Regions from separate parts of the Mus musculus genome. Here region 2 is linked to region 1. A link is a contact called in public HiChIP or PLAC-seq data. All regions are on one chromosome and are shown on one strand. Each heading gives the region's core, a stretch centred on a gene start, on an enhancer-like site or on the middle of the called end of the contact. The rest is flanking DNA. Distances are from core to core; before and after follow the strand shown.

Region 1 (5,857 bases), core at 2,202-4,701:
ACTGAAGCTGAACACTTGCTTAGCATCCTTCCACAGGCCTCGGACACACACACACACACACACACACACACCTTTCAAAGTGACAGAGAAAGAGAAAGAGGGGGAAGAGGGAAGGAGGGGGAAAGGGAAGGAGAAGGAGGAGAGGGGAGGAGAGAATAGAGAGAAAAGAAGGAGAGAGGAGGAGCCTGAAGCCGTTGGCTGTCAGCAAACTGGAATATTCCAGATGTTCTAGAATGTTCTAAAACTTCAGGCAGCTAGGAAGCCATCCCAGGCAGCAGTTCTCAGTGAGCACTGAGTGTATAGACTGAGCTGAGGAGGACATGGCCGAGCCAAGGTGAGGCTTAGGGGAAGGTTTCTAGTGTAGGTATGAGGGCAAGCACAGCCAGAGACATCTGGAAGAATCCAGAGCAGAGAAATAACCTGACTATGGCCAGCAGCCTGGTCCTGACCATGGGAGGGTGGGGATAGAGATGAAGACGAAGAGAGTGGGGTCAAAGAAGACCAAGCTAGAGGGGCAAGAGAGAGGGGAACAAAAGAGGAAAATAGAAAACAGGAGAGAGAGAGAGAGAGAGAAAACATGGCAGAAATAGTAGGCTGATAAAGATATGCTGATAGGTACCACAGATAGCCACGTGGTCCAAGGATCTTTCAGTCACAAAACTTGATAACAACAACAACAATAATAATAATATACAATATATATATATATACAATAATAATAACATCTATGAGGTTTCAGAAATAAATATTTGAGTCAAGTGATAAAGATTACCAGACTGGATAATGAGAATCCAACTAGACCTACAAAAATATATGTGTCTTGTTTTGGTTTTTTTGTTTGTTGTTTGTTTGCTTGTTTAACTGATTGACTTTGATGAGACAGGATATCTCCATGTAGCCTTGGCTGTCCTGGAACTCTCTGTGTAGACCAGGATGACCTTGAACTCACAGAGATCCACCTGCCTCTGCCTCCCGAGTGCTGGGATTAAAAGCATGCAAAAGAAAAAAAGAAGGAGAAGGAGAAAAGGAGAAGGAGAAGGAAGAAGAAGGATAAAGAAAAGAAGAAGAAAGAAGAAAAGAAGAAGAAGAAGAAGAAGAAGAAGAAGAAGAAGAAGAAGAAGAAGAAGAAGAAGAAGAGCAAAACAAAACAAAACTCTCTCAGTCTGTTTATGTTGCTGTAACAGAATGTCTGCCACTGGGTATTCTGCAAAGATCAGTGCTAAAGGCCAGGCAGTCCAAGGTCAGAGAGCTAGCACTGGCAAGGGCTTTTGTCCTCTCATAACATGGAGGAAGGTAGAAAGGCAAGGAGAAGAAGAGAGCAAGAGAGACAGACAAATTTCCCTTGTCCTCTACCTAACTTAAGAGGGCTGTGCCCTCATGAGGCCAAGTGCCTCCTAGGCTAGAAGAACAGCTCAGTGGCGGGCTGAGCAATTGCCTGTCACGGGTGGAGGACCAGCTTCAGTTCCCAGTACTGGGTAGGTGGGGGAAGGCAGGGAGGCCGAGATGTCTCAGCTAGTGAGGGTGGGCACCCAGCTCTTGGGCCCATGTGGTGGAAAGAGACTTCCCACTCCTTCAAATTATCCTGACTTCTACATCTGCACCACGGCAGGAATTTCCTCCCCATACAGAAATAAACAAATAAATATAAAACATCTTTTAAAAATTGGTTCCACTTTTACCACCTGACATGGGTTCTGGTGGGGAGAAACATTCAAAACGGTAACAAATGCTAAAAAGCAGCAGCCCACTGAAAATAGGCTTTTAAGGCTATACTTTTAGTAATGGGAGGTCACTTTATAATGTTTAAAGGCTCGATTTTCTAGGAAGATACAACAATCTAAATGTGCGTGTACCTAATAACATGCTTTCCAGAAGGTGTAGTCAAAAGAGGAACAATGACAAAGAGTAGCAGACAAACCGCCATCATGGCAGGAGACTGCAACCCAACACTCAGGTAATTGCTGGAACTAACACAAAGAAGCAGTCACAGAAGAGGTCAGGTTCCCGGGCCTGATCCAGAAGGCACCTACAGTGCATTCCTGCAACCTCCATGTTCCCTGCCAGCACTCACGGAAACCCAAAAACCAAATGTGTCGTGGGACCTTCAGTTTGAACAAATTTGAAAGCATTAAAATTACACAGACTGTTTTCAGACCGCAGTGCATTTATATTATAAATTAATAAAGAAACGGTAACTGCAAAAATCTCCATTATTTGGAAACGACGATATTTCTAAATAATTCATGTTAGTCATTGACTACAGAGAAAATTATAACGATGTCTTCCGAGGGTTAAAAAAATGAGTAAAGTTTTAAAAAGTAAAAAAAAAAAAAAAGCAGGCATGCTAGCAGATAGCTGGAGGCTGGCTAATGAAGCTACAGTGTTTAGGGCAGTTTTTCATTCTGGGGGCGAAAATGAGACATTGATTAATTTTTAAGATTTCATAAGTCAGGTAGCATGCTGAATTACCAGGGTACAGGAAGAATAAAACCAGAGAGGACAGCTTTCAAATCAGGAAATAAGAACAAGATGAAAAACCAAATCTCAGAAGAAACAGGCAAAAAAAATGTAAATTAGGAGGTAAGAGGTTTGAATATATGCAAACTTCTACACGGATATTTAAAACGTGGCTTCCAGCCATATCTGGGGCTGGGCATGGGAAGATTTAGTTCCTCTGTGGTACCGAGGACACGAGGGCAATGTCCACAGCCCCACCAGCATCCCTCAGACCTCATTACCTCTGTCTCTGCTCTCTGATCCTTATCAGAAGACACAAGAGGTCTCTCTGCCCTGTTAGGGACCAAAGGGCGAATACAGTCTTCCCTCCACCCACTGGTGAATTAGCACAGATGGCCCTGTGACATTCTCATAACCACCTCCCTGGCAAGAATGGATACATTCTAAAGAGACACTTGTGCCCCCCCCGCCCCCTTTGGCTATCAGACTATTTAGAGAATGGACCCCAAGAAATTAGTTTCTCCAGGAGTTTCCTGCTGGAAGAGGAACCGGGAGACACCCTGGGAGACTTGGAGCTGAGAGAGTGGCGATCGGGAGACCATATTTGCCAAATTGCTCAATTATGTATGTCTCTTGCTTTCTGTTTAAGCCCTATCCTCAGGTCAGGACCCTGAAGATAGACTTGGAGTTGGGGGAGGGAGTCACTGGATCTTTTTGTTCCTCTTCCGGGTTTGCTCACATTGAATAAATTTCTCTCCGCTTTTCACTGTTAACTTGGCTCCTTTTTATTTCCTCCTTAAGGAAGTGCGGCCGAATCTGGCTTGTTTGGGCACAGGTTATGACCGATTCCCGGGTGTCCCAGGGATCTCAGCTTGGGGCACACCCTTCCCTGTACCATCCCCCCCACTCGCTGGCATTTCCTGCTCTCCGCTGAGACCTGCATGTTAATGTTAGACAGCGTCTCCAGGAGCAAACGCGTGGCTCCTCTGTCAGTTTCCAGGGCCTGTGTTAGCTGCTTCTGCTCCAGTGCGCATGCACTCACAGAGGCACTCGCCTGGGTCAACCAATCTTCTGTTAAGGGATGCAAGCTGGAGCACGAGGTGTGCTTGCTTGTCTTGGGGCTAAGAGGTGGGGAGACCAGCCCGCGACTAAGCATCTTGAAGACCCTGGAGACCCTGCCTGCTGCCTGGCAGCGACCACCCACATCAAAGGCTGCAGTGGCCAGGGAAAGAACTGGTATCTTTGTTTTAAAAATCTGCAAATTTTGCTTCTTTTTTTTTTAAAGAGTTGTTTATTTTTACTTTCCGTGTGTTTTGCCGGAGTGTATGTATATGCTCCCTGTGTATTCCTGATGCTCGTGGAGGCCAGAAGAGGTGGTTGTATTCTTTGGAATTGAAGTTACAGACAATTGTAAGCAGCCATATGCACCGGGAGCCAAGCCCAGGTCACTTCCAGTCCTCTCTACAGTCCCCAAGGTTGATGTAGTCCAGGCTGGCCTTTAAACTCCTGAATGCTGGGCTGTGCACATACAGCATCATGTTTTCTACAGTGCTGGGGAGAAGCCTAGGTTTCATTCAGGCCAGGAAAGCACCCATCAGGACAGGAACGCCCCCAGCAAATTCATGAATGTTCTTAAAGGAAAATGGGCCAAGACTCTTCTTCATTATTATTTGATTAATTGAGAATATCATACGTGGATACAGTGTATTGGGACCATATCGGCCCTTCACTGCCCTCTTCAGCTTCTCTCATCCTCCCATCCCCCTCACAACTTCAAACCTTCCTTCTCTTTTTTTTATTTTTAAAAACCAATTTATTTTGATGCGGATGAATAAGTTGCTTGCAGGTATGTATGTCCACCACCTGCATCCCTAGTGCCTGAGGAGACCAGAACTGGGGACAGAATCCCCTGGAACAGGAATTACAAGATGGTTGTGACCTGCCATTTAGGGGCTGCTAATGGAACCCAGCCAACCAGAGCTCTCAAACTACTTAGCCATCTCCAACCTCCTCCCCAACTCCTGCTTCCCCTCCCTTTCCCCTCCTCTTCCTTCTTTCTTTCTCTCTTCCTTTCTTTTTCTTTGGACAGAGTTTCTCTGTATAACCCTGGCTGTCCTGGAACTCACTCTGTAGCCCAGGCTGGCCTTGAACTCATAGAGCAACTCCTGACTCTGCCTCCCAAGTGCTGGGGTTACAAGTATGGGTGTGCAGCGTCCCTGTCAAGTCCAGGGGACAATAACTTGAGGCACTTTTCCTGCTCCTTTGGCTGTTCTGCGCCATCTTCAGTGATGTCCTCGGAGCCTCAGGGCAAGGGGTTGTGATACAGAGAGCGCTTTAGGGACAAGCACTCAACAATTTCTCAGTCTCTGTATTTTGACTGGTTGTTGATCTCTATTAATCTCCATCGACTGGTGCAGGGTGGGGGTGGGGGGGACAGGCAGAGCTTCTCTGAAGGGACTCAGGAATTATTCTAGAGAGCAGGCGGCCTAGGAGGTTTTTAGTCCACTTTGATTTCATAAGAACTAGATGGGGGTTGGGCGTGGTGGTATAAGCCTTGAATCTCAGCATGCGGGGGGGGGGTGAGGGGGGGCGAGGCAAGAGAATTGTCATGAGTTCAAGGTCTCTCTGAACTACCTATTAAATTTGAGGCCAGCCATAGCAAAAAAAAAAAAAAAACAGGGCCATTATTACTATGTCCACCATAGCTTGTTTATAACAACAAAACCTGGAACTATTTGGAGTCTACGGACGGAGACGCGGTTAAATAAGGATGTTACACCCACATGCTCAGCGGGAAGTCGGGCAGCTGTTAAAATGATGATGCATGCTTGCGCCTGATGTAGGAGCTGCTCACATAGTTATTATTTTGTAGGGAAAGTAGGTTACATATCACTATTTTATACTACAACCTGATTTTACGCCTGAATGCAAGATGGTATAAATGCCCACGGACGAGTGTAATTATATGCAAAGTATTTGGGAAAGTGTTTGGAATGAGACGGGTGGAACATTACCAGGACTTACTGCTACAGGACGAGTGCGTGCCTAGGCTTTACCGTATGCTTAACTGTATTTTAATTTTTTAAAATAATGACCGTGAAATAAAAAGGAGTAATAAAAAAAAAAAAGCATGAAATCCATGGTTGGGGAGAGGAGGAGCTACAGACGCGGCTAGCGACATGGGCGACTCGGACAAAAAGTGAGTTGATTCCTTTTTCAGTGTAAATGAAGCTTTATCTGGCTTTTGTCATTGAGGTGAGATATAGAGAGTATATAAATGTGCTGCTTTAATGATTGGTGAGTGTGTAGTCCAGTGACGTTGAGTCTGTTCATTCGTCATGGGACCATCGCCACCCTCCAGCTCTAAACCTTTTCTTTTTCTCAAGCTGCAATTCTGCAA
Region 2 (5,857 bases), core at 1,313-3,812, 500 kb before region 1:
GTACAGATTTACTGTGAACCCCAAGCCAGAAGACTTAGCTTAGAAAGATAAGACTGCATGGCTATGAGAATCAGGATGCTTTCCAGAAACACAGGAAGGATACTCTAGAATACAGAGCTAAATTTAAAGGCAATATTCTTGGACTATATTTGTACATTCCTCATATTTGAGATAAGTTCAAATTTCAAAGCAAAACTGGCATATATCAACATTCAATGGCTAGGACTTACTCTCTGCAAAGAACCTGCCCTACAAGAAGGTGTAACGTGCTGTCTTCCGAGATGATAGGAAACTCCTACACAAGGACCTGACAGACCTCAGACCTATACTAAACAAGGTTCATAGACCAGCAGCAGCAGCAGTTATGTTTGTACTCAGAAGACGTCATTAACACGAGATGGTTCTGCCTGCCTGCCTGTCCTTGTGGTGTAGATAGGAGAATCAAATTCTTGTAGCTTAACTAAAAAGAAGCCAGTCACCGCAAAGGTACACACTCATACACTCCGTATATGGGAAGGAAGTACAGGACAGACACAATGGCTGATAGACGTTAGGATGGGACATGGCACAATGTAAACTTTTTGGGGGTGGAAACTGTCCTACACTCTGGTTATCTGTAGTTTATTTATTTTTATTTTATATCCAATAGTTTTACCTACACGCATGTCTGTGTGAGGGAGTCGGATCCCCTGGAATGGGAGTTATAGACAGTCGAGAGCTACCATGTGGGTGCTGAGAAGTCAACCTGGGTCCTCTGGAAGGACAGCCAGTGCTGGTCACTGAGCCATCTCGGGTTACTTACCAGTTTTTTTGTTTTCTTTTGGAGATAAGGTCTTATTATGTTGTCCAGGCTGCTCTCAAGCTTGTGATCCTCTTGCCCTAGCCTCCCTAGGCTAGCACTATAGACTACAGATGTGAGCCACTATCTACATAAGCATTAACATCTCTTAAACCGTGTGTATAGCACTCTGCCTGCATGTACACCTGCAGGCCAGAAGAGGGCATCAGATCTGGTTATGAGCCACCATGTGGTTGCTGGGAATTGAACTCAGGACCTCTGGAAGAGCAGCCAGTGTTCTTAACCACTGAGCAATCTCTCCAGCCCAAGCACTAACATAAAATAAGTACATACCAAATTAGCATTGCATGTATTTACTCATGTATTTGAAGAGTGTGCCCCACTCATGGAGGCGAGAGGACAGCTTGCAGAAGTCAGCTCTCTCCTTTCACCACACGGCCACTAGGGACTAAACTTATATCCCTTGCCTCTGGGATGGTAACAGGTCAAGTCTTAGCTACTTTCCGGTTGCTTGGTAAAACTAACAGGACAAAAGGCATTTTCAGAAGGGTTAATCTGGCTCCTGATCTGAGGGTACTCGCAGTGAGGGAGTGAGGGACATGAGACAACTGGTTGCAATGTGTCTGCAGTCAGAAAGCAGAGAGCAAGGATGCTGGTGCTCAGCTTGCTAGCCTCTTTACCTGCAGGCCGAGACTCAGGGAATGGTACCCTACATTACAGCGACCAATCCTTCAATCCCTCACAGGCATGCCCAGAAATTAGTCTCCCAGGGGAGTCTAGACCCACCTGTCAAGGACACAATACTAACCATCACAGGCGACCTTTCAAAGAACTGCAGCTATAGATCCACAGTAGCAGAGGTCCCACTATTAGAAACAACCAGGGGACAAGGAACTGAAGAATGAAAGGGAAGGAAGAAATCAAATAGTACCGAAAACTTTTCAAAGTGCTTTTTATAAATTTGGGTATGACTGTGGATCCAAACTCTGGGTTCTGTCTGTCTGTCTACTCTTCACATACTAGAGATAACGTTATCATCACCATCTCTACCACCAACTTCCTTCATGATGTATTGTTGTGAAGGTGTAATCCAGAGTGACAGCAACACGATGATGATCTGATCTTGTGTCTATCTCAACTGCTTGGATTGCTGGCAGGCCTCACCCCCCCAGTTGTATTTGAAGCTGGAGATAAAGTTCAGGGCTTTGTGCATGCCATGGAAGCACTCTACCCTCTGAACTGCAGCTACAGCCATCTATTTCTTTTCTCAGCATTTCATCATGGCTGTCTCTACTAAGAGGAGCAGGGAAGGACATCCTCAACTACATACAAAGCTTGACTCAGACCTGAAGCCTGGGCTACATAAGATGCATGTGTGGGCGCGTGTGTAAAAGCAATGGAGAGAGGGGTTGGGGCAAGATAGTCTCTGAGCTCCTCACAGACTCAAAATAGGCAGATGCAGAGGCAGACAGCAAGTACAGCCCCAGAACTGCCTGTAAACTGGCACTTGCCATGTCTAGGGCTGAACCTCCCAACACCATGGGGAGACACTGAGTCTTTGCCACCTTAGCTGCTCACTCCAGGAAACTGGGGCTTAAAGGAGCTGAAGACCAGGTGGCAATCACAACACTAGAAAATGGTGGGACTGGGTCTAGAATCCAAGACAAGTCCTTGTAAGCCCAAGTGATACTGCACCGCCAAACGCTCATGGCCTTTCTCTGATGTCTTTTGTCTTTTCTTGGACAAGCTTAGGAAACTTCCTTTTCCTCAGTGTCAAAGAGAGCCACATGAAAGGATGAAGGTAGACAGTCACAGACTAATCCCTTTGTCATTAGACCAGAGAGCTCAAAACAATTTTCAATGTCTTTAGCAGGATGAGATGACTCAGCAGGTAAGGCACCTGCTACCACATCTGACAGTTTGAGGTCAATCCCTAGGACCCAGAGGGTAGAAGGGAACTGACTGCAAATTGTTCTCTGCCCTTTGCATACAAAATTAAGTATAATTTAAAATGAATAAACAATGTCTAGTCAGGGAATGAATCTTCTCTTCTCTTCTCAGACAGGGTCTCTCTATGTAACTCTGTCTGGGAACTCAATACATAGATCAGGCTGGCTTTGAACTCCTAGAGATCCATTTACCTCTGCCTCCTGAGTGCTGATGTTAAAGGAATGAGTGTTTACCAGGCCTGGCCTAAAACTTATCTTTTTCACAGTTTCCCTCTACCCAGGATTTCACACTTCATACTAATCACCTGACCCTTGGTAGCATTTTTTTTTTTTAAAGTATAGAATTGAGTTTATTCAGGGCATGAGGAGGGGAGTTGAGAGGGCAGTAGAGACAGAGAAAGGCAGAGAAAGAGAGAGCAGAGGAATAGAGGCCAGACATGAGCATGTGTGTGTGGGTGGGGGTGGGGGGTGGGGGATGGAGAAAGAGGGGGAGCGGGAGCAAGAGGACAGAGCAAGAGAAGTGCATTTATTTATTTATTATATGCAACCTTTACTTAGGATTAGAACAGCATAGAAAGAAAGTGAATTTCACTTTCTTCCTTTTAGTTGGCATTAAGTGCCAACCTCCTGCAATCTCAACATTTAAAAAAGACTAGCTTCTGATATATAGGTGAAAGATAAACAAATATACCTTGATGTCATTATCTATTCCACCAGAGATAATCTGATCGCTCGTGTCATTGAAGGTCACAGCCAACACCTGGTACGTGTTCTGAAATGTCTGGACAGCTGCTTTCTTCCGGATGTCCCAAAGCTGAAGCAGAAAGCAAGCACTGTAAGTAACACTGTTCTCAGGGCAGCCACAGCAGTCACAGCGCATCCTCCACTCAGCCTCAGATGAGCAGGAGACACTAGACTCTTGCTAATGCTCCGCAGTGCAGCTGCTCCTCACCTGAAACCAAAGTCCACCACGCTACCTCCTTCCCACCCAAGCTAGAGTAGCAAATTACTAAACAGCCGAGCTTGCCTCCAAGGCCACATGTCTGATAAACTTTCAAACAAACAGAACATGGGATGGAGATGGCTCAGTGATTAAGAACACTGGCTGCTCTTCCAGAGCACCCACGTATGATTCCCTGCACCCACTTAGCAGCCAATTCCAAAGGATCTGACTCCCTCTTCTGGTTTCCAAAGGCATCAGTCATGCAAGTGGTGCAGACAGACAGACATGCAGACAACAAACCTATACACATAAATATAAATATAAATAAATCTTAAACAAACAACACCAATATGTAAAACGTAAAGACAAACCATATATAAATAAGTGTCAGGAACAAATAAGACCTAGATGATGCCCAAACTGTACCTCCTGGTTGTTCAAGAAAGAGGACCATGTGTGTTCAGCTAAGTTTCTAAACCGTTCTCTGCACTCCATCAGCAACGCCAGATGATGCGGACTTAGCAAGGTTGTAACTACACTGTTTTGATCCCTCAGCATCCCCAGTGCTTTCATTATGAAACAAGAGTAGCCCATGAAGTGAGATCACAGTTTCTCACACAATGGAAGGCTGCTGGAACAAGTCATTTTAGTAATATTTTCAGACTCTCTGTCTTTCTAAGGAGACAGTTTGCTACATAGGGTCCCAAACTCCTGGCCTCAAGGATTCCTATTGTCTCAGCCCCCCAAGTAGCTGGTATCAAAGACACATGCCACAGCTGAGCTCAGACCTCTTGTTAAAGTGTGAATAAACAATGTGTACCTGAAAGGCTGAAGGAAGCCAACTGCTTAAGCTCAAGAGTTTGAGGCTCTCTAGGCCACACAGCAGCCTGTTCAAATACCTGAATTAAAAAGAAAAAACCCAACAAACCAAAGCAAAAAACCATCCCCTTCAAAAACCTCCCAAAGCTTGAAAAAAGAATGCAAGTGCATATGTGCTTGTGTGTGTGTCTGAATGCACATGTGTGTAAGGATGCACGCCCTCTACTGGTCTTCACCTTAATTTTGAGACACATGTACACATATAAGACTCACACAATACAAACAGCAAATCAACAGATGGGACACATTGTTTATTTACACTTTAACAAAAGACTCCGGGGCCAGCTGTGGCACATGTACCATGGTGTTTTAGTACCGGTAAATGCGGATTAAACAAGATATGGACATGGACCAGCAAGACCAGAGAGTAAGTATCCTAGGTCAGAACACCAGGGCCAGAGCGAGACCAACCCCCAAGGGCTGTAAGCTAACTAACGCTGCTTGTCAGCAAGCCTGAGGACCTGCGCCTGATCCCTGCGGCCCACACAGTGGGCTAGAACTGACTCCTCCAAGCTGTTCTCTGGCCTCCACACGCACAGCATGGTGTGCATGCCCTACCTCCCCCAGTACACACACAGGTGAAAAATTTAAAAAGGCTAGATTGAAAAAGTGTTTGCTAGATACACGAGCACCTGGGTTCAGATCGACCCCAAGACCCACGAGTAAGCTGACCGGGCAGTGCCCAGCGCTGGGGAGATGGTGCAGGATCACAAGGCTTGCAGTTGGCTACAGTTGCTCAACGATGAGCTCCCGGTCAGCGAGAGACCGTCTCACAGAGTAGGTGAAAAAGAGGAAAACCCTGAAAGCTGACCTGTGGCTTTCACCTGTGTGAGTGTAGCACAGGCATGCACCCCACACATCCTGAGGCGGTGGAGGCAGGAAGAGAAGTTATTACAGTGCAAGGTGGGGTCTGGGGTCGGGGTGGCCTACCTGAGGCCCTGCCTCAAAACAAAAGAACCGCCGCAGTCAGGGTTTCTGTTGCTGTGATAAAGTTCGAGTCAGTTTACGTTTCCTGGTAGTAGTTCTTCAGTAAGGAAAGCAGGGCAGGATCCCAAGCAGCTCGGGAACATGGAGGCAAGGCCTCGTCATCAATCAAGGAGCTACCCCACAGGCTGCCTGCAGGCACACTTCTCAAGGACATCTGCTCAACCAAGTCCCCCTTTCCAAATGACTCTAGCTGTGTCAAGCTGACAGAAAACTAGGCAGCACAAAAGCCCAACCCACAGCAAAAGAACATGAAGAGCTCAACACGATAGTTTAAAAAAGAAATGCAAATAAAAACAGTTA

What was found. HiChIP or PLAC-seq counts read pairs in DNA pulled down with a chosen protein or histone mark.
Region 2: an H3K27ac HiChIP or PLAC-seq map of T-cell acute lymphoblastic leukemia shows a contact between it and region 1, with 8 times the contacts expected there. The contact joins two enhancer-like sites. A contact is called at or near these places in 1 of 115 datasets of contacts at active chromatin or transcription factors (T-cell acute lymphoblastic leukemia) and 1 of 9 other capture datasets (pancreatic islet).

The regions. Positions count from the first base shown.
Region 1 is chr4:129,874,980-129,880,836 of GRCm38.p6, reverse strand. No RefSeq gene overlaps it. Among named protein-coding and RNA genes, the nearest start is that of 1700108I11Rik, 25 kb to the right of the region's middle. Within about 2 kb of position 3,451, at least 309 of the 459 cell types and tissues checked have an H3K27ac peak or open chromatin away from gene starts, as enhancers often do. A contact at or near this core is called in T-cell acute lymphoblastic leukemia, where this site is marked.
Region 2 is chr4:130,375,751-130,381,607 of GRCm38.p6, reverse strand. It overlaps Snrnp40 (small nuclear ribonucleoprotein 40 (U5)), which reads right to left. Exons shown (of 10, transcript NM_025645.2): 5 at 3,440-3,562. Among named protein-coding and RNA genes, the nearest start is that of Snrnp40, 19 kb to the right of the region's middle. Within about 2 kb of position 2,562, at least 9 of the 459 cell types and tissues checked have an H3K27ac peak or open chromatin away from gene starts, as enhancers often do. A contact at or near this core is called in T-cell acute lymphoblastic leukemia, where this site is marked.